Linked DNA regions of Mus musculus: all the other regions are linked to region 3. A link is a contact called in public HiChIP or PLAC-seq and promoter capture Hi-C data. All regions are on one chromosome and are shown on one strand. Each heading gives the region's core, a stretch centred on a gene start, on an enhancer-like site or on the middle of the called end of the contact. The rest is flanking DNA. Distances are from core to core; before and after follow the strand shown.

The links. Promoter capture Hi-C pulls out the DNA fragments that hold promoters and counts their contacts. HiChIP or PLAC-seq counts read pairs in DNA pulled down with a chosen protein or histone mark.
Region 1: a promoter capture Hi-C map of the HPC-7 cell line shows a contact between it and region 3. The contact joins the enhancer-like site here to the promoter of Stk10 in region 3. A contact is called at or near these places in 6 of 39 promoter capture datasets (the C10 cell line, the HPC-7 cell line, hippocampal neurons and 3 more), 13 of 484 Hi-C or Micro-C datasets (B cells, the Ba/F3 cell line, CD4 T cells and 10 more), 1 of 115 datasets of contacts at active chromatin or transcription factors (CD8 T cells) and 4 of 9 other capture datasets (adipose tissue, liver, macrophages and 1 more).
Region 2: a contact with region 3 is called in a promoter capture Hi-C map of the 3T3-L1 cell line, with 2.6 times the contacts expected there. The contact joins the promoter of Hbq1a here to the promoter of Stk10 in region 3. A contact is called at or near these places in 2 of 39 promoter capture datasets (both in the 3T3-L1 cell line).
Region 4: an H3K27ac HiChIP or PLAC-seq map of double positive thymocytes shows a contact between it and region 3, with 5 read pairs. The contact joins the enhancer-like site here to the promoter of Stk10 in region 3. A contact is called at or near these places in 3 of 484 Hi-C or Micro-C datasets (embryonic stem cells, muscle stem cells and uterus), 1 of 115 datasets of contacts at active chromatin or transcription factors (double positive thymocytes) and 3 of 9 other capture datasets (adipose tissue, liver and pancreatic islet).

What each region holds. Positions count from the first base shown.
Region 1 is chr11:32,721,586-32,728,130 of GRCm38.p6, forward strand. Fbxw11 (F-box and WD-40 domain protein 11) reads left to right here. Exons shown (of 13, transcript NM_001271347.1): 5 at 470-560. Among named protein-coding and RNA genes, the nearest start is that of Gm35723, 57 kb to the right of the region's middle. Within about 2 kb of position 1,971, at least 8 of the 459 cell types and tissues checked have an H3K27ac peak or open chromatin away from gene starts, as enhancers often do. A contact at or near this core is called in the HPC-7 cell line and group 2 innate lymphoid cells, where this site is marked.
Region 2 is chr11:32,296,817-32,302,687 of GRCm38.p6, forward strand. Hbq1a (hemoglobin, theta 1A) reads left to right here and starts at 3,253. Exons shown (of 3, transcript NM_175000.2): 1 at 3,253-3,396; 2 at 3,492-3,696; 3 at 3,803-4,057. The coding sequence starts at 3,302. The coding sequence ends at 3,940. It overlaps Hba-a2 (hemoglobin alpha, adult chain 2), which reads left to right. Exons shown (of 3, transcript NM_001083955.1): 2 at 1-129; 3 at 264-494. The coding sequence ends at 392.
Region 3 is chr11:32,530,031-32,535,738 of GRCm38.p6, forward strand. Stk10 (serine/threonine kinase 10) reads left to right here and starts at 3,236. Exons shown (of 19, transcript NM_009288.2): 1 at 3,236-3,529. The coding sequence starts at 3,374. It also overlaps a transcript of Efcab9 not described here.
Region 4 is chr11:32,360,807-32,367,009 of GRCm38.p6, forward strand. All of the region lies in intron 1 of Sh3pxd2b (SH3 and PX domains 2B), which reads left to right. Among named protein-coding and RNA genes, the nearest start is that of Sh3pxd2b, 16 kb to the left of the region's middle. Within about 2 kb of position 3,880, at least 133 of the 459 cell types and tissues checked have an H3K27ac peak or open chromatin away from gene starts, as enhancers often do. A contact at or near this core is called in adipose tissue, double positive thymocytes, muscle stem cells and 1 more, where this site is marked.

The DNA.
Region 1 (6,545 bases), core at 721-3,220, 190 kb after region 3:
CTGATGCTAACTCTAGCAAGGATTTTTCATTTTTCATAGTGAATAAAACCATAAAAATATATTTGATAGTGAAAGAATAAAATCCAGTGTGAAGGTTCACAGCTTCAAAATGCCTATTGTAATTTTTAAGAGGTTCATTAAAATGTATATACTTGCAACTGTTCATTTCAGTGTGTTCTGTTTTTTATTTGCAAGATTTTACTAACAAAGTTTATAGGGGGAAGAAAGCTCTAAAGTGAGAGTTTAATTATTTGTGTGACAGTACTCAGAAAATAAAAGACCAGCATCGTGCCAGAACTAGATTGTCTCTACCATGGAAACTACAGTTTATTAGAAACCCTCCTTTTGAACTGTTAACACTCAGTGCAAGAAAAAGACACAAAACACGGGCTGTCCTTATAAGCATGCTTAAATAAAATCCCTACTTTTATGTGCAAAAATGTAACATCTGTTTGTTTTCATTTGCCAGGGATCAGTACCTGTTTAAAAACAGACCTACAGATGGCCCTCCCAACTCATTTTATAGATCATTATACCCAAAGATTATCCAGGACATAGAGGTAACTGTTTACTTAATTGTCTCACACCCTTGGGAGCTTATTCTCAACTTTTTATATTGTTTAAGTCCTTTTGTTCTAAACTCATGGAACTCATACTTTTTAAAAGTTGAGTTTTGGAAATAAATGTCACAGTGTGTAATCTATAGCTGTTCTTCAGAGCTGATCACACCTTTTTATAGAAATACAACCTTTTTAAAACACGAAATGCTTCTGTAAGGCTGCCAGTTGATTAAAACCTTTATCCAAGATAAACTATATTCTAATTTGATAAATTTTCCACAATCCAAGGCCCAGTGTTTTAGGTAAACATACTTTTATATTTTTGAACCATCTCTGTAGAAGGCATGCATGTACTCTCCTCTTAAGTCATGCATAATTTTTCATAAAAATGGCTCAGGTTATTCTAAGCCATTTATGAAATGGGCTTTGTGAAGTAGGTTATGCTTTGGGGCCGTTGTGAAGTTTAGTGTAACTTAGTGACCAGCAGAGCTCTGTGCTTTTGCTAAGAGATGTTAGCTGTGCTTGATATTGTCAGTGTGCTCTCATTCACTTTTATTATTCAGCCCTTTGCCTTAAACCAGGATAGACACACGCACAGGTACTTCTCATAACTCTTTCACATATGTTCTTGTCTGTTACTGGTTTCTCCACTGTTTCCTCTTTGGCAGAAAAGTTGAGCTTTCGCTGGCCAGAGCTGTATCGCCCATAAAGTTACAGCCAATTTCCAAACTGTGAAGTAATCCTCTTCCCCAGGTGATGAACATAAAAGTTACTGTGCCAAAATTTGTTAATGGAGAAACATGCCTTTGTCGAATTCAACCCCCACCCCTTCTCAGGCAGATGTGAACTAATGGATGCATCCCATTAATGGTTCATCTGTGTGTGACCGGATATCATTATTTAAAAAGAGGAAACTCTTGTCTTGAGTGTATGCTCTCTAAACGACTTAAAAACTAATCTTTTAGGGAGGGCTCAATAATTTTAAACCATTGCTACATAAAGTTTAAGAATTAATTGACCTATTGTTCAAAACTTGGACTAATGTCCTGCAGTGCTTAGTGGGTGACATAGAGCAGACTGTCATTACAGGTTAGGGTTTGTGCATTTCAGAAGGGAAGAGGCTGCACCAAGGGTCAGTGCACCAAGACAGTGTGTATATGCACATCTTGGAAATGCCCTTCTGTTCTTTGGCAGGGGTAACTGCTGAGAGACTCTCCTACTTTCCATGAGTGGTCTCAAGAAAGCATTCCTTCTGAGGGGATGTTGTTTAAAGCTGTTCATTAATAAACAGGAACTGGGGAGAACCTTTATCAGATTGAGGTTTGGTGATGTAGATTATTTAGTCATCATGACTACCGTTATAATTGACAGTATGACAGCACTTACCATAACCATTTCCTCAGGCTGAAAAAATACTTTAGAGTTAGCAAAGGAGGCAGATGTGATGGGAAATGGAGCCATGAGGAAACACTGTTTGACACAAAAACCTCTGCATCACGGTGGTCTTCCCCATGGTTCTTAAAGTGTGGTTTGGGAAAACCCACTGCCTGGCCACAGAGTCTCCTCCAAATTTTTGTGGCTAAGTTTCTTAGTATGAAGGATGACGCTTATACTTCAGTGTACTCACTAATAGTAATAGTGACAGAAATGGTGTACCACTAATAGGACACTTACTTGTACCAGATACTTTGTTTAGTAGTTTATAGCATACCTTCTCATTCGATAGTCTAGACACTCTGAAAAGTAGGTCAAGTCCACATTGAAAAATCTAAGAAACATAGGCTGATAAGGTAAACTGTTACCCTGGATCACAGTGAGTGGCACAGCCCATAACCAACCACATACTCTCATGGTCACGTTATCGAGTGGTACAGTCTGCAGCCACCCACATATTCTAACAAACGTATTCTAAATTCTGAGTGGTAGAGCCTACAACCAGCCACATACACTCTGGCTCATCATACAAGACCTTTGCAGTATGGCTCAGTGGCACTACCTCTGAACAGAGCTTCACTCTGTTTTAGGAGTGTGCTGTGTTCTGTCAGGGCAGGCATAAACGTGGAAATTCTTTCCTCTGTGACATCTGTGAGGCACACAGATGAGCTTGTCCATATGACTGCTGTGAAAGTATCACCATTTCCAAAGTAGAAAGTCGAGGAAGTGAAGGAGAAAGGCATGCTTTATTCCTGTAGACTTGTCTTCCTCTGAGTATGTGGACACTCAGCGCCTTGACTGTTCAGACGAGATCCCGGGCCTTGCTTTAGCTCTGTTAGGGAAAAGGTAGCACTGAAGGTTCTTAAGCACACTGCCCGAGATAAAGGAACACGAGAGAGTGTCCTGGCCTCCCTGGCCTGCACGCAGCTCCGTCTGTTCTACACCCCACAGATCGGCTCCTCCTCGATCCCACTCTTGTTCCCCTCTGCTCGCCTTGACAGCTTGCTGACTCCTCAAGTACAACGCTCTCAGCTTGGGCTATCATGAGCACAGAGGAAGACGTTCCTCTCCCAACTTTGCCTTCCACATGGAGCCACCAGAAATTGGCTGTATTTTAAGGAAAAAATGGACAACCTGGTTTTGTGTGGCTAGTTCCTGCTGTTCAGAAAATGGGGACGTGAGAATCAGAGTCTGTGGAGAATAGTTCACATTCTTCACTTTCTGAAAAGGTTCCTCTCTCCTGGGTGTTCTTGCCACACAGAGGGTTTGCAGGCCTCTAAATTGAAAAGGAACTCCTGGCAAACCTGAGGCATGTCCCGCCAAGAGGGCAGCCACACTTTCCTAGAGTCCTTGTCAGTGTGTTTTCAGGGGAGCTCACTGTCCACTCACCACAAGGGACTTGGTTAGGTGGCCTCCAGGCTCTGTCCACCCTGCACTCCCAGATGCCTCTGCAGATGGAAGGGTATTGCTCTTACAAGCAAACTAATGTCCTGATCTAGGATTTTTCTTTTCTGTCATTCCAGAGTAGTGACTCTGTCTATTTACCGGGTAAGTGGCTTTGAAGGACTCCACTTGGAGCTGGCCATGGGGAAAATGACGGTGTGTTGTATCACACCTTTTAATAAACCACATTTCATTCAGGGAAAGTGGAAAGCTTTTTTTGTGGTTTGCAAACTTGATATTAACATTGTCCCAACTAGAAAATGCTGAAACTTGCCCACCCACTCAGTTATGTTTAGGCTTCTAAAAATAATGTTATTTCTCCATACTCAGACATCTGTTTTCACTCTATTGCCAATTTAAATGCCGCTGTATACTCTGTATATCATGGCTACTTTCCCAGTGTTTTGAGATTCTGCGAAGGGTAAGGCGATTTTACAAGTCCTCTACTGAATGAAAACCTCTACAGTAGCTGTACCACCTTACGGCAGGCACGGCAGGTATTAGAGAGGGCGCCTGTGTGTGACACCACCTTACGGCAGGTACGGCAGGTATTAGAGAGGGCGCCTGTGTGTGACACCACCTTACGGCAGGTACGGCAGGTATTAGAGAGGGCGCCTGTGTGTGACACCACCTTACGGCAGGTACGGCAGGTATTAGAGAGGGCACCTGTGTGTGACACCACCTTACGGCAGGTACGGCAGGTATTAGAGAGGGCACCTGTGTGTGACACCACCTTACGGCAGGCACGGCAGGTATTAGAGAGGGCACCTGTGTGTGACACCACCTTACGGCAGGTACGGCAGGTATTAGAGAGGGCACCTGTGTGTGACACCACCTTACGGCAGGTACGGCAGGTATTAGAGAGGGCGCCTGTGTGTGACACCACCTTACGGCAGGTACGGCAGGTATTAGAGAGGGCACCTGTGTGTGACACCACCTTACGGCAGGTACGGCAGGTATTAGAGAGGGCACCTGTGTGTGACACCACCTTACGGCAGGTACGGCAGGTATTAGAGAGGGCACCTGTGTGTGACACCACCTTACGGCAGGTACGGCAGGTATTAGAGAGGGCACCTGTGTGTGACACCACCTTACGGCAGGTACGGCAGGTATTAGAGAGGGCACCTGTGTGTGACACCACCTTACGGCAGGCACGGCAGGTATTAGAGAGGGCACCTGTGTGTGACACCACCTTACGGCAGGTACGGCAGGTATTAGAGAGGGCACCTGTGTGTGACACCACCTTACGGCAGGTACGGCAGGTATTAGAGAGGGCACCTGTGTGTGACACCACCTTACGGCAGGTACGGCAGGTATTAGAGAGGGCACCTGTGTGTGACACCACCTTACGGCAGGTACGGCAGGTATTAGAGAGGGCACCTGTGTGTGACACCACCTTACGGCAGGTACGGCAGGTATTAGAGAGGGCACCTGTGTGTGACACCACCTTACGGCAGGTACGGCAGGTATTAGAGAGGGCGCCTGTGTGTGACACCACCTTACGGCAGGTACGGCAGGTATTAGAGAGGGCGCCTGTGTGTGACACCACCTTACGGCAGGTACGGCAGGTATTAGAGAGGGCGCCTGTGTGTGACACCACCTTACGGCAGGTACGGCAGGTATTAGAGAGGGCGCCTGTGTGTGACACCACCTTACGGCAGGTACGGCAGGTATTAGAGAGGGCACCTGTGTGTGACACCACCTTACGGCAGGTACGGCAGGTATTAGAGAGGGCACCTGTGTGTGACACCACCTTACGGCAGGTACGGCAGGTATTAGAGAGGGCACCTGTGTGTGACACCACCTTACGGCAGGTACGGCAGGTATTAGAGAGGGCACCTGTGTGTGACACCACCTTACGGCATGGTACGGCAGGTATTAGAGAGGGCACCTGTGTGTGACTGGCCTCGACGCGGCCTCACTGGGGTAGTAGCTGAGTTCCACGTGAAGGCTGAGCACCTTGATGGTCCTTCCAGGAAGTGCAGGCTATCAGCAGTAACTAGCAGCCAGGCCAACACAATTCCTGTAATTTGGGGAGAACCCTCCCTTTTTAATTACAGCCCACTGTTTTTGCCAGTGTTCCCAATAGGTGGTGATGAGCACATGTTTCACCTTACATGGTCCTTTTGATAGTTGGGAGTACAGGTCTACTGACCTGCTTCCCAGAGATGGGGGCTGCTGTTCTGCTCAGCCACACCATTGGCCGAGGCTGCCTGCCAGGCCTGAGGGCTGCTTTCTGTGAAAACCTGGTTTAGAAGAGCTGGAGTGAGGGTTGAGGTTGTCAGACATGGTGGTGGTGGTCTTGGTAGGCATAATCATTAGCAAGTGCTGCCTTTGTGTGTGGGTGGCCTGGAGAGCTAAAGAGAGGCAGTTCAGGAGTGCCCTTGGTGGCTGCATGGCTGTCTTGACACTTCCTGTTGGTTCCAGTGAGCTATACTTACCTAAAGATCTAAAAACTTGTCCTAAGTAGGGGCTTCCCAGAGTGACTCACCAAACATCTTCTGAAACTTTTCCTTAAAATACAGTTATCTTAGAAAGTTAGGAACCTTGTGAACATGGAGAGACGCTCAGCCACACCCTGGTTTCCTTCTGACTGGAAGGCAAGTGGACTATCTGGTGGCACTTATGTGAAGAAGCCTTGTCCTCTCACAACTGTCTGAGGCTCAGGAGTAAATGGGGACAGCTCAGCTTTAATATTGACTCTTCTTTGCCTAGGTGTTTCAAGAACTGATTTGGCCACCACAACAGATAGAGACCATGTGGTGCCATCTTGGCTCCTCTTCCTCATCCGTTCTCTGTGTCCTAGTGTGTTAGGTGCAGTTAAAAATCATGGCCGGCTCACCCATTCTAGAAAATCCCTTGATGAGTAGTAGGAAGTGTATAAGAAGTCCTCTCAGCTCCTCTATTTGAATGAAGAGCATTTTTTCCCTTTCAACTCCCATGTGATGCAAATGTGCTTTCTCTTTTCTTCTACACAGAGTAAAGCCTACTTAGATTCACACCACTGTAGAGCCCAGAGATACCTATGCAGTTTAGAAACAACGTCTGGTGTATAGTAAGGCATGCTATGTATTTAAAGCTTTGTGTTCAAATGGAATCACATACTTT
Region 2 (5,871 bases), core at 2,003-4,502, 230 kb before region 3:
GGTCACGGCAAGAAGGTCGCCGATGCTCTGGCCAATGCTGCAGGCCACCTCGATGACCTGCCCGGTGCCCTGTCTGCTCTGAGCGACCTGCATGCCCACAAGCTGCGTGTGGATCCCGTCAACTTCAAGGTATGCGCTGGGACCTGGCAGGCGGCATCTGGGACCCCTAGGAAGGGCTTGGGGGTCCTCGTGCCCAAGGCAGGGAACATAGTGGTCCCAGGAAGGGGAGCAGAGGCATCAGGGTGTCCACTTTGTCTCCGCAGCTCCTGAGCCACTGCCTGCTGGTGACCTTGGCTAGCCACCACCCTGCCGATTTCACCCCCGCGGTGCATGCCTCTCTGGATAAATTCCTTGCCTCTGTGAGCACCGTGCTGACCTCCAAGTACCGTTAAGCTGCCTTCTGCGGGGCTTGCCTTCTGGCCATGCCCTTCTTCTCTCCCTTGCACCTGTACCTCTTGGTCTTTGAATAAAGCCTGAGTAGGAAGAAGCCTGCATGCCTGGTTCTCTGCGTCTGCAAAGGTGTCATGTTTAGTGTGGGGACGCTTCTAGCTCATTTAGCCATGGGGCAGTAAAGACAAGGTTCAGAGCAAAAAGCATAATTGGATGCCTACACACACACATATGTCTTCTGAGTCTGGGCAGCAGTCCCTCCCAAGCCCTCCACTGACAGCCATGTGTCTTCTCCTTGAGCCAAAGAAGCCAAAGATCGTCTTTGGAGGGTCCTTATCACAGGCCCTCTCAGGGAGTGAACTCCTTAATGTCGCTGGTACTCCAGTGTGGGATCTACTAGAAAAACAGTGAAAAATAGACATCACATGAGCATGTGGGTAGGCAATGGGTAACTCATATAAAAATGCCTGCTCTTGTCCTCTTTCTTCCTTCCTTCCTTTCATCCTTCCTTCCTTCCTCCCTCCCTCCCTCCCTCCCTCCCTCCCTCCCTCCCTCTCTCTCTCTCTCTCTCTCTCTCTCTTTCTTTCTTTCTTTCTTTCTTTCTTTCTCCTTTCTTTCTTTCTTTCTTTCTCCTTTCTCTCTTTCTTTCTTCTCTTCTCTCTCTCTCTCTCTCTCTCTCTCTCTCTGTCTCTCTCTCTCTCTCTCTTTCTTCCATTTTTTCTTTCAGATAAGGCTTCATGTAGCACAGTCTGGCCTCAAAAACTTTTATATAGATAAGGATGCCCTGAAACTCTTGATCCTCTTGTTTCTACCCCATGAGTGCTGGGTTTTTGATATGTGCCTTCATGTCCAGTTTATGCATTGCTTGGGAACTGAACTAAGGCTAGTATATGTACTTACATACATACATACATACATACATACACAAGCATTCTACTAACTGAGGTACATTTGTACCCCTACATGAGAATATTCTTCAGCTATTTAGAGCAAAGTGTAAATTTTTTATACAATGTGTCTGATCCTTAAAAAAAAAAAAGTCAAGTGGAAGAAACCAACAGAACAAATGTCACACAGTGCATAGCTTCATGTTTGTAAAATATCAAAACTGGGGGAATCTGTAGCGACAGTATGTAGCCTCCTGGTTGACAGAGCCTTTTGGTGGAGGTTGGATGGTTACAGGTAGTGGGCTAGAGGTTTTATTTCAGTTAGTAAAAGTTCTGAAAATGCATAGTAGTGAAGACTGCACAAGCTTGTGGATGAAGGTGATGTCATTGAGGTGTACAAATCCAGGATTGCTATAATGCACAGGGCTTTGTTCCACATAGTTCTAGTTCCAGAACTTGGGAGCCTGAACATAGTCACACACACACACACACAAGAATAGAATCTTTTTAAAAAATACTTATTTATTTATTACATGTAAGTACACTGTAGCTGTCTTTAGACACCCCAGAAGAGGGCATCAGATATCATTGCAGATGATTGTGAGCCACCATGTGGTTGCTTGGATTTGAACTCATGACCTTTGAAAGAACAGTCAGTGCTCTTAACCAATGAGCCATCTCTCCAGCTCTCCCTCCCCCTTTTTAAAGAACAGAATCTTTAGTGTACTGATGTTATACTCACCAAGAGTGTTTCGTAGATTCTTGCTGTCATCACTGAAATATATAATACGCACTCTTAAGTTCATTGTCCCAAAAGGAATTTTCCCTATGACCCAGGCATATAATATTTTTCATCTACTTAATTCTCACAGCTCTGATAAGAATATATTTTTGAAACAGACTTAGATTTTATTTATTTGAAGAATTATTTATTCATTTTAACTATGTAAGTACACTGTAGCAGTTTTCAGACAAACCAGAAGAGGGCATCAGATAGTTTTGAGCCACCATGTAATTCTTGGTAATTGAACCCAGGACCTCTGGATGAGCAGTCCCATCTTCTTAACCACTGAGCCATCTCTCCAGCCCCCACAGTTGGAATGTATTAAAGGGGATTTTTATCTGAAGTGGTTTAGGCAGAGTCAGGGTCTCATTATGTAGCACTGCTGGCCTGGAGTTCCATATGTAGGCCAGGATGGTCCTGAACTCACAGACATCCTTTTACATCTGCCTCCAAGTGCTAAGATTAACCTGTACCTGTGCCACAAGACCCAGATTAAAAGGGATTTTTAATGTAGATTTAAATTTCCTTCATTTTATTTCACACGTGTGGGTGTTTGGGCTGCATGGATATCTGTGCATCTCTTGTATGACTGTGGAAGACAGAAGAGGGCTTGGATCTACCTGACCTGAATTTACAGGCAAATGTGAGCAGGCATGTTTGTGCTGTGAACCAAAGCCAGGTACTCTGGGAGAGCAGTTAGTACTCTCAACTGCTGAGCCATTTCTCCATCCCCTTTAAATGTAGATTTAACTATGATATTTAACGAAAGGAGACGTGCTCCGGGAGAGAGAGAGAGAGAGAGAGAGAGAGAGAGAGAGAGAGAGAGAGAGAGAGAGAGAGAGAGAGAGAGAGAGAGAGAGAGAGAGAGAGAGAAGACCAAGTATGGGTATGGGCTCCTGACAAGAGAATTACACTCAGTCCTTTTCAATAATGAATAAGAAAGGAAAATCTGTGAAGTTTCCGAAGGACTCGGGAAGCAGGACGAGCTGACAGTGCCATATGGACACTAAAATCCATTGTAATCGATAGTACATATTAGATGCCAATGTGCATGTAGTAAACACTTTAAAATGAAAGGCTTGGAGAGGGAGCCCAGGGAAACAGAGGGCTCAAAGCTGAACCAGAATCTGTGAACACCTAGGCATCCTGGAACGATGCAGCGCCCCCTGGCGGCCTCTTGTGTTTCAGGACATCTTTGAGCTCAGCCAGGGGGCAGAGCGCAAGGCTCAGTTCATTGAAGATGGCTCGGTCCCAGGATGATCAGTGGCTGGTCCTTGCGCTCTGGAAGAAGATGGGCAGCAATGTCGGAATCTACACGACCGAGGCCTTGGAGAGGTACGCCCTCGGGTTCATCTTCCAACGGACTGCGGGGCGAAGACGGGCTCTCTGTACCTCCGGGTCCGGCTGAGCCCAACCCTGTTTTCCTATAGGACCTTCGTGGCTTTCCCCTCCACCAAAACCTACTTCCCACACTTGGACCTGAGGCCAGGCTCTAGCCAGGTTAAAGCCCATGCCCAAAAGGTGGCCGATGCACTGACTCTCGCTACCCAGCACCTGGACGACCTGCCTGCTTCTCTGTCTGCTCTCAGTGATCTACATGCGCACAAGCTCTGTGTGGACCCTGCTAACTTCCAGGTGAGTCCTGTATTGAGCTCTCCCCGGGTTGCTGGAGATGTGGGTCCCTTCAAGGCTTGGTGTAGGGAAGAAATTAATGCAAGGCGGGGCGGTTCTCTTTCTTCAGTTCTTCAGCTGCTGTCTGCTGGTGACTCTCGCCAGGCACTATCCTGGAGACTTCAGCGGCGAAAAAGATGCATGTCTCCTTGGACACGTGTCTGGGTCATGTGACTTTTGCACTGGACTTCAAGTAATGCTGAATTGAGGAAGCAGGGCAGCTTATTCTCCAGTCATGCCCTTCCTAAAGCTTACAATGTTTGAGTAAACTTCCCCAGGGCTGCATTGCCTCTGTGCATGTGTGCCTGGTGTGTGATGCTGCTGTACATTTGAGCCTGGTGTGTCATGCCTCGGTGTATGTATGATAGGTGTTTGATAATGCTGTACATGTGTGCCTGATGTGTGATGCTGCTGTACATGTGTTCTTTGGTTGTGATGCCACTTTTTATTTATGATTAGTGTGTGATGCTTCTGTCCATGTATGCCTGGTGTGTGATGTGTCCGTACATGTGTATATGTGTGCCTGGTGTGTGATACCGCTGTACATGTGTACCTGATATATGATGCCACTGTACATGTGTAACTTGTATGTGATGCTTCTGTAATGTGTGCCTGGTGTGGTATGCCGCTGTACATGTGAATATGGTGTGTGATGCCAATTTACAGGTTTTCCTAGTTGTGATGTCACTGTATATGTGTGACTGGTGTGTGATGCTAATATACATGTGTGCTTGGCATGTAGTGCTATTGTACATGTGTGTCTGGTGTGTGTGGCTGCTGTACATGTGAGCCTGATGTATGATACTGCTGTACATGTGTTTATGGGGTTTTATGCCACTGTATAATATGACTGGTATATGATACCTCTATACATGTGTGCCTGGTGTGTGATGCCTTTGTACATGTGTGTCTGGTGTATGATGCTGCTGTACATGTTTTCTTGCAATTTGATGCCAGTGTATATTTATGATTGGTGGCTGATACCCTTGTGCACATGTACCTGGTGTGTGATTCCACTGTACAATTGTACATGTGTACATGTGCACCTCCTGTTTGATGCTGCTGTACATGTGTGCCTGGTGGGTGATGCCAATGTACTTGTGTGCCTGGTGTGTGATACTGCTGTACATGTGTTCTTGCCTTTGAATGCCACTGTACGTTTATGACTGGTGTGTGGTACCATTGTACATGTTTACCTGGAGTATGATGCTGCTGTACATGTGTACATATGTGCCTAGTGTGTGGTGCTGCTGTACATGTATACCTGGTGTGTGATGCCTCTGTATATGTATGACAGGTGTGTCCCCAAATGCCAAGGTCAGCACAGGTAAGTATAGGCTGATGGACAAGCTGAAGGAGAATATTGGGTTATACCACCTGATTCAGGCATAACCAGACTTTTCTTTGGGAACCATGGGTTGAATTCAAGTGAGGTCTTCTGCTGAGGTCTGAGATGGGTCTGTCCTAGCAATGCCACTAGGATGTTAAGAATGAAGGAGACCCATGGCTGGACCTTACTCAGGCATCCTATAGAAAGCATACACCAGCATTTACGGGTATCCAGGACCCTCATGAATCCGAATCTGACTCTACATCCTTCTACACATGAAGAGGGTTTACACCTGCTCTAGATGGCTCATCCTTTATCTGGCTCTTATCTACTCAATGCAAATGTGGAGGAGACAGTGGCCTGGGGTCTTTTAGGAACAACAGCAAGAAGCAGCCTGTTCAGGTTTGGCACAGACACAGTTATTTTTCTGGATACCTCTGATGCACAGATGGCTGAATCCATGAATTAGGAACTGAAGGACAATAGGCTGACATGCAGTGATGAAGAATGGAGCAACTGCCACCATAGAAAGAAGATGGGCCAGTCTGCGTCACTCCCATGGTGACTGTATTTCTGTGGCTGGAAAATGAAGGGGAGGCTGTACCAGGTGGGGTCCAGGGGAGGCCGTACGGGGTTTGTAGCAGAGACAGACATAGAGAGGGAATCCTCAGGAGGGAATGGAGGGTAGAGAGTCTAGACACAGGCCCTCTGGATACATGAGCGCTTTTGCAGCAGAGAGAACCATTGCAAGTATTTCTAAATTATTGTAGCAATAAAAAATTATTACAGTCTTTTAAAAAAAAACAATA
Region 3 (5,708 bases), core at 1,986-4,485:
ACCCAGTCCTGGCAAAACTCCCTAACAGAGAATCTTAAGGGAGAACATTCCTGCTGATAGAAATGAAACCTCAAAGAACTTGATTCGTGTTCTTTTGAGACAGGCTTTCACTATGTAACTCTGGCTGGTCTGGAAGTTGATATATAGGGCAGGTTGGCCTTGAACTCAGAGAGTCACTTGCCTCTGGTTCCTGAATGCTGGGATCAAAGATATGTGCCACCATGCCTGCCCTAAATTGAATTTTCCCCCCTTAAGTGTTTTTGCTTGCATGTATTTCTGTGCACTACCCTCATGCAGTGCCTTGGAAGGTCAGAAGAGGGCTTCAGGTCACATGAAACTGGAGTGACAGATGACCTTGCACTGCCACCTGGGTACTGGGAATTGAATCTTCCTCTGGAAGAGCAACCATTGAGGAGACATCACTCCAGCACTTTAAGTTGATTTTTTTTTGGGGGGGGGGGGTGTTCGAGACAGGGTTTCTCTGTATAGCCCTGGTTGTCCTGGAATTCACTTTGTAGACCAGGCTGGCCTTGAACTCAGAAATCTGCCTGCCTCTGCCTCCCAAGTGCTGGGATCAAAGGCATACGCCACCATCGCCAGGCGAGGGGAAAAACTTTTTTAAGTTAAAAACTTTGGCTCACCTTGGGGGTGTAGTTCCATCACAGAGCATGTTTCCTCTGTACAAGAACCTGGGCTCAACCCTCAGTAGCAGGGAAACACCATACTCATATAAACATAAAAGCAGCCCAGATCACATCAATAGTACACAAAGATAACATGTTTAAAAAGTGAGGTGGCTCAGCAGAGCCTGGAGGTCTGAGTTAATAATTCTGAGTTAATCCTGAGGACCCACATGGTGGCAGGAATGAACCAATTTCTGTAAGTGGTCCTCAGACCTCAACATGTGAACCCATACACTGGAAAAAACACACACACTCACACAGAAATAAACAATAAAATTCCTAGATGCAAAAAGACAGGAAATTTATTGTTTTTTAATGGCCAAGGAAAGAACAGAATGGTAGGAAGATGCTGTAGGGCCCCAATTTGACCTTTAATTCCCAGCATTAGGGAGGCAGGGGCAGGAGGAGTTCTGTGAGGCCAGCCTCAAGTAACAGGACAGCCAGGACTACATAGAGTAACCCTGTCTCAAACAAAATATCGCTCCCCTTCCACTCCTGCCAAATCCAATAACACAAAAAAGTGGTCAGCATCTCAAAGACACTGAAAGGCTGTAATAAAACTGCAAACTTAGACTCTTTCATTGAGATAAACACATCAAAGGCACTATTTATCGATCTTACTCTTTTTTGGTGGTGGTGGTGTTTTTTTTTGTTGTTGTTGTTGTTGGTGGTGGTTTTTTGGTTTTTTGTTTTGTTTTGTTTTGTTTTGAGGCAGGGTTTCTCTGTGTAGTTCTGGCTGTCCTGGAACTCACTTTGTAGACCAGGCTGGCCTCAAACTCAGAAATCCGCCTGCCTCTGCCTCCCAAATGCTGGGATTAAAGGCATGCGCCACCATGCCCAGCTTGATCTTACTAATTTCTATTTTAAGTTGTTCCAGAAAGTAGGGTGGGGGGAAGGCACAGCCCTTCATTCACTAGATTAGTGTGAGGCTCTGTAGCCAGAGACAGTTGAGGAAAGAAACCCCGATTTAACAGAAGTTTCAAAGCAGCTTTGGTTCTGTTGAGCCTCCTTTTAACTCCAGCTACATAAGTTACACGCCCCCCACCCAAACACCTTACAAAACAAAAGTCACTCGTGATTTGGGGCAAGTTTCCGGAGTTGTGGAACTGTCCCTTTACGCCCCCACCCCCACCCCCTGCCACTGAGACCCAGCATTTTCACCACCAGAGTGAGATTCCTCATGGCTCTTTCCAGTCAGTCCCCGTGTCTGGGAGCAACTCCACAGCGTTGCCTTTTCTGGACCGGTCATAAAAATGCAGTCATACCTCGTGCGATCTTTGGGTCTGGCTTCTTTCATGTAGCAGGACATTTTTAACGGACCTTTCCATTTTTATCCTTACTTTGTTTTCTTTTGGAACTCCTGGAAATGGTTAGCGCATTCTGACCCTCTGTCCACCCGGTATAGCTGCACAGACTTCAGCAGGTCCCGCTCAACCGAGTGACAGATGTACACTTTGGCTGGTCCACAGGCTGACTCAACAAGAACAGTTTTGCATGACATTTTCTTCTTTTAATTATAAATTTTCCCCGCACTCATTTTGTGGTGGGAACAATTGGAACTGGAGCAACTTTTATTCCGGACGTCCTTAGCACACACAACCCTCTCCGCGCCTAGTATTCACTCTCCAGCCGGCTTTTCGAATGGGGGAACAGCATTTGGCGCGAGACTCTAGGGATATTTTCGAAGAGTCCGGACGAAGGGGACCAACAATTAAAACGCTTTCTCGAGTTAAGAGTGCCCGAGTGTGAGACACTCTTGTTCAGGATGGGAGGGTCTCCAGCATAGATTCTGCAGCTGCCCAGCCCCCAGCACAATCACTAGAACCCACGTTCTGATACCAAGCAAAGACGCTGTGCAAGATGCGGGACGCCCGCAGCCAAGGTAGAGAGGGATGAGGACCAGGATATAGGAGCACCATCCCAGAGATGACTCCGCTTTTATCTCTAATGGGGCTTTTTAATTCGCAAAATAACTAGAAAGTTTTACTTAATAAGGAATATATTTGCTAACCTACCATGAAGCCTAAAGGTCCTAAAGGGACTCTCGTTTCATGTCCAGCGTCCCGGCCGTTTGTGGCTGGCGGAGGCGGGGAAAGTCCGGATGGGCGTAAGCGCGGGGCTCTGCTTTCTGCGGGGCTCAGAGGCAGCACGAGACCTGCCTAGGAAGTGTGGCGAAAGCCACCTGGGACCGCGTGAACTTTGAGGCAAAGAGCACCGAGGACTGGGGTGAGTCCCGGGGCGAGGGGTGCGGGCATCTCGCGCGGGAAGCTGGCGAACCAAGCCTCAGCGGGAGAGTTCTGTGCGCTGATGCACCCACTCGGCACCGACGGCGGTTGAAAGACACCAGCTGAACCCCGGAGGTTTGGGGTTCCGGGAGGCGCAGCGGGCCCAGGGGCCGGCCACCCGGCGGACTACAGTCTCCAGAGTGCCCCGCGGCGCGGGCGGAGCCGCGAGCTCCCGCAGCCAATTGAGGGGTCTCGGGGCGCCGCAGAGCAGGTGGAGCCGGCGGGGACAGGCGCGCGCGCGGGTGCCGGGCGTCCTGCAGGCGGGTCTAGGAGGGGGCGGGGCGGGGCGGGCGGGCCGCGGTTCCTGCAGCTCCCTGTGGCCGCTGGCGCACTCGGCGGGTGCTGCGCTGCGAGGAGGGCGGCTCTCCGAAGCCGCGGGTCCTGTCGTCGCGCTCCTCATCCAGCATGGCTTTCGCCAATTTCCGCCGCATCTTGCGGTTATCCACCTTCGAGAAGAGAAAGTCCCGTGAATATGAGCACGTCCGCCGGGACCTGGACCCCAACGATGTATGGGAGATCGTGGGCGAGCTGGGAGACGGCGCCTTCGGCAAAGTCTACAAGGTGAGAGTTCCGATTGCTGAGCCTACCAGGTCCTGCGAGCCCCTGACCCCCACTCCCACCCCCCGCACAGCTGCTTCTGAGCACTTCCTGTGTGCCCTGTACAGGGCACAAAGGGACGTTTGTAGGATCGAGGCATCCCAGGGGGCTACCGGAGGCATCCCCAGGATCACGGTGATAGGGACACATCTTTTAAAGAGGGACTATACCGATGTTGTGGGAATATTCAGGCTCTGGGCTGTGCCTGCAAGGGTTGGGAGTTGAGGACACTTCTGAAGATGAGCCTACGATCGGTACTGGGGAGGTCAGAAGGGCCCTGGAGTAAGTGAGGACAGGCTTGGGATTAGAAGGCTCAACGGAAAGCGAGGACAGGGTCCTGTGAATGCAGCTGCAGGGCACAGATTTGGCTTCTAGTCGCCTGAGTCACCAGAGGCTCCCTGTCTGCAGTTACCTCTCCCCTGGAGGAAGACAGGCTGAGGAGGAGTGGGTGGGGCATAGATGATTCCATATAGACACGTGTGCAGACGGACAGCTCCTGGGGTTTGGTCCTCTGAGCCAATTCTGAGTGCCTGGGTTGTTGTTCAAAGTACCTAACTCATCTTGACTCCACCCTTTCTCATTTCCTCCTCCTCAACACCCTCCCCCTCCCCCGGCTTCCCCAACCAGGCTGCTCAGGCTGGTCTCCCAGATCTACTTGCCTCAGTCTCTGGAGTAGCTTGGACTGTAGGTTTGGCCACTACAGCATAGCATCCCCTACTTTTATTGGGAGACTCCCATAGTTCAGCTGTCTTAGCTGCCCTCCAAAGCCATATGTCATTGTCCTTGGGGCTTTGGTAGTTAGAGGCCTCACTGACCCTTTCAGGATGCTGGACCCCAGAAAGGGCTTTTCCAGTTCCCCAAGTCGGGCCATGCTCCCTTTGACTTGAAATTGATATGCTAGCGTTGGTCTGCTTCTCGCCCCAGAAGTGTGCTCCCTAGGAAAGATGCTATAGCATCCTTGGGAAGCTTGTAAGGAACTAAGACTCTCAGCTGGGCGTGGTGGTGCACACCTTCAATTCCTGCAGAGGCAGGCAGATCTGAGTCTGAGGCTAGCCTAATCTACAGAGTGAGTCCAGGACAGCCAGGGCCACACAGAAAAAAACCCTGACTCAGGGTGACACAAACAGAAAACCAAAGCAAACAGAAAGAAGCTTAAGACTCGGGCCCCACTCAGCACTCAGATTATAGTGCTCCAGCAGCTTGGAGCAGTAGCAGTTTGGAGGCCAGTCAGACCCTTGGAGACCTCCTCTCTGAGTTGTACTTCCTGTGGGAGGGCTGAGGAACCCCCACTAGGGCAAAGTTCCCCAGTGGGAGAGTCAAGCAGAGGTCACCTGGCCTTCCAACTGAATGGAACACTTTGGCTGAGGGGTTTCTCCATATTTGAGGGCTACCGGGCCAGTCTACCCTTTCATCGGTCCTCCAGGCCTTGCTCCTCTGCTGCATTCTAGTGATGTCAGGAAATGGTCCCCAGCCTCTCTCTCAGTCAGCTCTCTCTGATGCTGCCTGCTCCTGCAGAGGTGCCTTGACCGCCGTGAGAGCCCCCAGCCTGACTCACCGTCTCTAATGTTCAGCCATTTTTCCGTCCGTGCATGCTCTTGGCTCTCCATAATTTTTTTTTTCTCTCTTAGGGACTTTGAGTCACCTTCTTGTGTACCTACTATGTGATGCTCTCAATTGTCACTTCAGATCCTTCTCCATTGTTTACAAGTTTCCTGTAAAGCCTCCTGCTAGACTGCAGGACCTCATCTGTCTCTAGTTTGCCCTCCGTCCCCAAATGCCCTGTTCTGGATTTCTGTGGTTCATTTTTTATTTAAACTTTAGTGCAGAACTTTGCTTTCTAAAAGGCAAGACTCTCCATTGTCTTTTCTGCTTGCTGGGTAAAACTCTGCTCTCCGGTCACCCACTATTTTGTTGGTTCCTGGACAGTCTGTCAGGGTTGGTGATGGGTTGCACGGACAAAGATGGCCCCCTGCGGGCTGGAGAGATGGCTCAGCGGTTAAGAGCACTGACTGCTCTTCCAGCGTCCTGAGTTCAAATCCCAGCAACCACATGGTGGCTCACAACCATCTGTAATGAGATCTGACTCCCTCTTCTGGAGTGACTGAAGACAGTTACAGTGTACTTACATATAAAAAGCAAAAAC
Region 4 (6,203 bases), core at 2,630-5,129, 170 kb before region 3:
CAACATGATGTCATCCGTCAAGGCTGTCATGGTCTCTAGGTTCCAGTGTGCACAGCCCCATTTTCTCACCCATTTGTCCATCTGGTACAGAGCTGTTTCCTGGCTGCCATGTATAGTGCTGGTGAATGGACACCTCGCTGTTTCTTCGACACTCTGATCTCACTTCCGGAGACATTTCCAGGAGCAGGCTTCTGGGTCATAGGGTAGTTCTATTTCTGGAGCTTGGGGGAACCTCTGTAGTATTTTCCACTATCTTACACTAGTTTATATCCCCACAAGCCATACAGGAGCCTTCTTCTTCTGCATCTTGCCAGCGTTTGTTATCTCTTCATGGTTGCCTGCCTGGCTCGGGTGAGACGGTACCTCATTGTGGTATGACTCTGCTTTTCTGTTTTGAAGGAATCCAGACCCTTCAAAAAAAGCCTCTGATGCTTCCCTAGTCAGTCCCTGTGTGACTTTGGACAAGCGGTGCTGTCGTCTCTCTGAATGCCATTTCTGTCTGCTATGAAATGGAGCAGGTCACATGTACCACCCCACAGGGTTGCTTTCCTAGAAGAAGGGGTCATTAGTGTGGTCACCAGATCGAAGACCCCCATCACCCCTTAAGACCTAGAGCAATTGTTTCTGACCTGGATAGGGTCCCCAGGTGCCACTAGGAGAACTAGCTCCCCTGTGTTCTACAGAGTACCCAGATAGCCTGTGGCCTGTGAAGGAGCCTTACTAAGGTCTTCTCTGCTAGACAACTGTTGGGTGCTGGAGACTGTGCTAGGCTCTTTATGTGTCTACCACTACTATGGGTATTGTTTCCTGTGTTACACAGGCTGAGTACCATTCCCAGGTCTGTCACACATGATTGTGTGACTGTGGGCAAACTATTTACCCTCTCGGAGTCCAAAGCCAGTGGCATATCGTAAAGGAAGTAATTGTGTGGTGCACTTAGTGGGTGTTGTCATCAGTTCCATTGCCCTGGGCAACCCTGTCAACACGGGGCAGCCCCAACTGTCTTCAACCCCTCTCACATTGCCCAGTCACCTGGGCAGTTGTCAAGATCTCAGCAAGTCGAATGCCTGCCCTGGAGTTGTTCCTAGAAAGCCAGCCTGCAGGTTGGTGTTTTGAGCCTGGGCTTTGACGCCAGCACCGCTGCTTGCCATTGGAAAGTTCCTATGCTGTGCGGGCCAGATGTGTGCAGAGATCTGTGAGCTGGCAGCTCAGGCCCAGCTGGAGCCGCAGGGTCAGGCCAGCGGTGTTGAGTGCTTTGCCTGGCCAGTCCAGTAGCAGCTCCAGCCCTTGGCCATGAATGTCCCCTGGAAACGAAGGGACATGCACCCAAGTATGAGTAGTCCCAGGTGTGTCCATCCGTGCACAAAGACCTGTGGCCTGGCTTCCTGGCTTACTAGTACTCCAACTTCTCCTGCTAGCATGACTTTCACCACAGGGTCCAAGTGTGCACAAGGGAAGGGACAGGTCAAACCTTGAGTTGTTATTACCAGGCCTGGGCACTGACTGTGGCCAAACAGAGGATAGGTACTTCTAACTCTCAGCAGACCTGAATCTCCAATCCTAGTACTCAAGAGTAGAGGAAGGAGGGAGGATCAGGAGTTGAAAGCCAGCCTGGGCTAAAGAGATCCCCATCTCAAAACAACACAAAACAGAACAGGTAATGATATTAATCAATGTTCCTTTTGAGATAGGGTCTATCCGTATATCCTTGGGCAGCCTAAAACTGGCTACATAGACCATACTGGGCTCGAACTCATAGGGATCCACTTGACTCTGCCTCCTGAGTGCTGGGATCAAAGTGCACCACCTCACCTGATAGGTCTAATGTTCTGTGACCACGGTTCTCAACCTGTGAGTTGTGACCCCTTTGGGGGTTGAATGATCCTTTCCCAGGGATCACCAAAGACTCTCAGAAAACACGTTGTGATTCATAACAGCAGCAAAGTTATAGTTATGAAAGTAGCAACACAATAATTCTATGGTTGGGCGTCACCAAAACATGAGGAACGGTGTTAAAGGATCGCAGAGTCAGGAAGGTTGGTCTGTGAGTTCTAATAATGGCTGCCAGTCAGGGCACTGGATAGTTGAGTTCTCCCAAAGAATGCCCAAGTCCTCTCAGACAGCGCTGGGATGAAGCTGCAGTGCAGCCTCTATGTCTCAGGGATGTTGTGCTTCCATTACTGCCCAGAGCAGCCATTAGAGTGAGGCTCTCCACCAGGCTCAGCCCAGGGCTGCATTCTTCTTATTGATTGCCCTTGGCAGCTGAGCTTTTCATTTGACCATTTCAGGAGCCTTGTGACTGTCCAGGCACAGAGTCTGAGAAAGGCCACTGTGATCTTTGACCATGGAGCCATTTGGCCTTTTCCTCTTTCCTCTATTGAATGTCTCCACTGTTCCCAGGCCCTGGCAGGGTGGTAAGACAGACTGGACCCTGCTGCTGGAGGGTCCTGTGAGAGTGAGTTGACAGACATTCACATGGCTTGGGGCTCTCTGATGCTGTGCTGAGATGGTGGCCCTGACACCTAGGGAACCCAGAGAATTGAGGCTGACACAGGCTATCTGTTGAGGCTCCACTGGGAGGGGACTTAGTGACTAAGCATGAGAGGGCGGAGAAGTTATCCCCAGGAGAGACAGTCACATGTGCTCCTGGGGAGGAGGGATGGATGGCTGAGGCCCCTACCATCATGTGACATTCTCTGGTCTTCACAGCCACGTCCCCAGTCGCCACATAGCAGGTCTGTGTGTATCTGCCTTGTGACCAGATGAAGCTAAGTAGCATGTTGGGCAAAAGGCTGAACTTTCCCTTTAGAGTCCTCTCCAGCTCCTTCATGCAGGTGTAACCACAGCCCTCAGCCATCAGCCCCTGCCTTACAGTCTGCTGAGTGGACAAAGTGCAGCCGGGAGGGACCTAGCCTCAAACTGGAGCATCCTAACTGGTGCAGGGCACTGTGGGCTCTTGTGTCTGGGCCCTGTGCCAGCCATTCACTGAACTGAAAAAAAATGGAAAAGAGAGAGAGAATGAGAGAATGGCCGCCTGCCATCTCCAGCATCTCTATGCAGGATGTTACCAAGAGTCTGGTGATTCCTGCTACTGACTTCAGGACAGGAAGGCTCTGGCCTGCAGAACTGGGAGCCAGGACTTCAGAGCCAGGTGGGCTGGGGTGGAACTAATCTGTCCTCCTCACTGGTTGACCTCAAGTATGTGTGGTTTCCTCCCTACCCTGTCTCACCCCAAGGTGACCCCACTTTCCTGCCAGGTGAACTGTGAGTGCTGGGCCTTGGTGGTGACAGTAAACAGGCCCAGATGCAGGGCAGCGCTTCCTGCATGCACCTCAGCTTGTCTATCTTCACTTCTTCTTAGCACCCAGCCTCCCCTCTGAGCACTCAGAGTTTTCTCCTAGCACTCAGTACTTTCTAATAGTACTCAGTACTCCCTCCTAGCACTTAGCACTCCCTCCTAGCACCCAGAACTGCCCTCTAGCACCCAGCACTCCCTCCTAGCACCCAGAACTGCCCTCTAGCACCCAGCACTCTCTCCTAGCACCCAGCACTACCCTATAGTACCCAGTGTTCCCTCCTAGAATCATGAAACGTGGCAGCATTTCTATCCAGGAGTAAACTGAACGTGTTTTTATTTAAGAGAAACCCACATTTTTCGGCACTTCCTGTGGCAGTCCCACTGTGGGGTGCTGGGAAATCAAACAAACTGCACCGTGTTGCAATTTCAGAAAGAGACTGGAGGTGCTGACCTACATAGGCCAGATGTTGGGCAGACAGCTGGAGAGAGCTGGCAGATCGGAACCAAAGGGAACCCAGGGTCTCCAGGAATCATGTTTCCTATTAGCTCAGGCCCAAATGGGGCCAGCTGCAGCTACCTCACCCCGCTAGTCCTCCATCTGCACTCCGCTGGTGCTGCACCCAGGCTTCTCCCAACCCCACTCTCTTCCTCCTTGCCATCTCTCTCCCTCTCTTTTCCCCCTCTATCCCCACCCCTCCCGTTTCCTCTCTCTCCCACCCTTTCTTTCCACCTGTCACCCCCAACTCTGTTGTTCACGTTGGGCCTCTTGACAAGGATAGCACATGGCCAGATGTAGGAGCCCAAACTGGCTCCTCCCTGGATCTCTCAACTTGGAAACACAGCCAGGGTGGGAGCTTTAAGGGGAATTTGCCTCCATTTTAGAGATGTTTTTGAGACAGGATTTCTGTGTATAGCCCTGACTATCTTGAAACTTGTAGACCAGGCTGGCATCAAACTCAGAGATCCACCTATCTCTGTCTTCCAGATTAAAGTGCTGGCATTAAAGGTGTGGGCTACATCTAAGCCTGGCTAGAAATGATTTTTGATGGCTGAGGTCGGTAAACTCCTTAAATACATCACTCCTAACAGGAAATGGGCTTATTTGGGTCACTTTAAGCTACTTTTTCACATATTATGGAGTACAGCGTGGTGTTTGTGTACATGTTTGTTTTACAATTGAATTGGTCAGTGTGATGTCCATTGCCTTAAATGGTTATCCTTTCCATTTTCACTCATAGTCCTTCCTCTTGCTGTGTTTTGTTTTGTTTTGTTTGTTTGTTATTATTGTTGTTGTTTGGGTTTGGGGTTTTTTTGTTTGTTTGTTTTTTGTTTTTCAAAACAGGGTTTCTCTGTGTAGCCCTGGCTGTCCAGTCCTGAAACTCACTGTCCTGTCCTGAAACTCACTCTGTAAACCAGGCTGGTCTCGAACTCAGAAATCTGCCTGCTTCTGCCTCCCAAGTGCTGGAATTAAAGGCGTGCACCACCACTGCCTGGCTCACTGTTTTAAAATACATGACAACTTACTATTAAGCACAGCCATCCTACCACACAGTAGAAACCCAGACTTCCTCCTCCCGTCTTACTGTTCTACTGACCCTGCACTTCCTTCCCTCTGCCTGGGATGGCTGATGGCTCCCTGGACTAACCATGGTCCATGAGCAGAAGCCATAGCCTCTCAATGATGCTCTTTGTGCCCTCTGCACTGCCCCTTCCCTGGGGTCAAGCACAGCATTCTAGAGGGAAGACTCCAGCCCCAGCCCCTCCCAAGGGGAGCCCTGGCTTCCCGTTCCAACTCTCCTCTCCATAGACTACGTGGCCTTGGACAGATCCTTTCAACTTTCCCTAACCATAAAATAAAGGGTAGCCTAAAGCAGGGATTTCCTGTATTAAGTCTTGGAAGCCCCTACAGTCTGCCAAGAGCTCGGGCCTTGGCTGCAGGTTCCAGGATGGTTACCCATGGCATCATGGACCCACAGTGCTTAACAGTTTAGTCTGCGGGCTGCTGGCTACACCCTTCCTACATATAGAAGAGCTAAAAGCAGCATGTACTATGGAAACCACAGTAGACAGTCCAGAGGCCCACCCAACTTGGCGTCTGCAGGATCTTGGGGCTTCTTGAAGGCCAGTTTCACAGCTGGACTAAGAGTTCTCTAGATTTACACTTCTCTGAGCAAGCCATTGTGTGGAAAGCCCAAAGGTTATCACAGAGAGCTTGTAAGAAAATTCCATGTCATGGAAGTAGAAAGAGCCCACAGCTGAAGTGTAAACCTGAAGACATTGATCTCTGCCTTAGTGTGAGGTCTGGGTCTGCTGACAGAGTCTGGATTGCAGCATGCATTTCACTGTTCAGCTTGCCCTCGTGGCAGACGTTGCTAGTGAATACCAGCACCATCTCTTTGGTGTGTCTTTCTCAAGCCTCCTGTAGGGAAACTGCCTCGGTTCCACTCGGGCCTCTTCTTTAGATCTTTTTTTCAGTCACCCCAAGTCACTGCAGACCACCCACTGGCACAGAAAAGGCAGGGATGTGCTTCTAACTTTAGAAATGCCATCCACTGTGATATGGACCACAGAATTCCAGCTGCAGAGAGAATGGCAGGGAACTCTGGGAACTCAGGGCCAACCTCATTCTCAGCTCTCCGGACACCATCAGAGTTTTTCTGTGTCTACAGATTGCCTTGCTGTATATTCTTAACCCAGCCTGGCTCCTCAAGTGCACTCACTTAGACAATTGGGCTGCTTTTAAAGGGAAACTGTAGCCGTCTACCATAAATGGAAAAACAGTTACACTTGCTAGAAATAGGACTAAGAAACTCCTGACCAGTGTGGCCTGCTCTGAGATTGTTGGTTCTTCCTGATAGGAGACCAGAAAGTGCTAGAAAATAATCTGAGGAAGGTCAATAAGCTT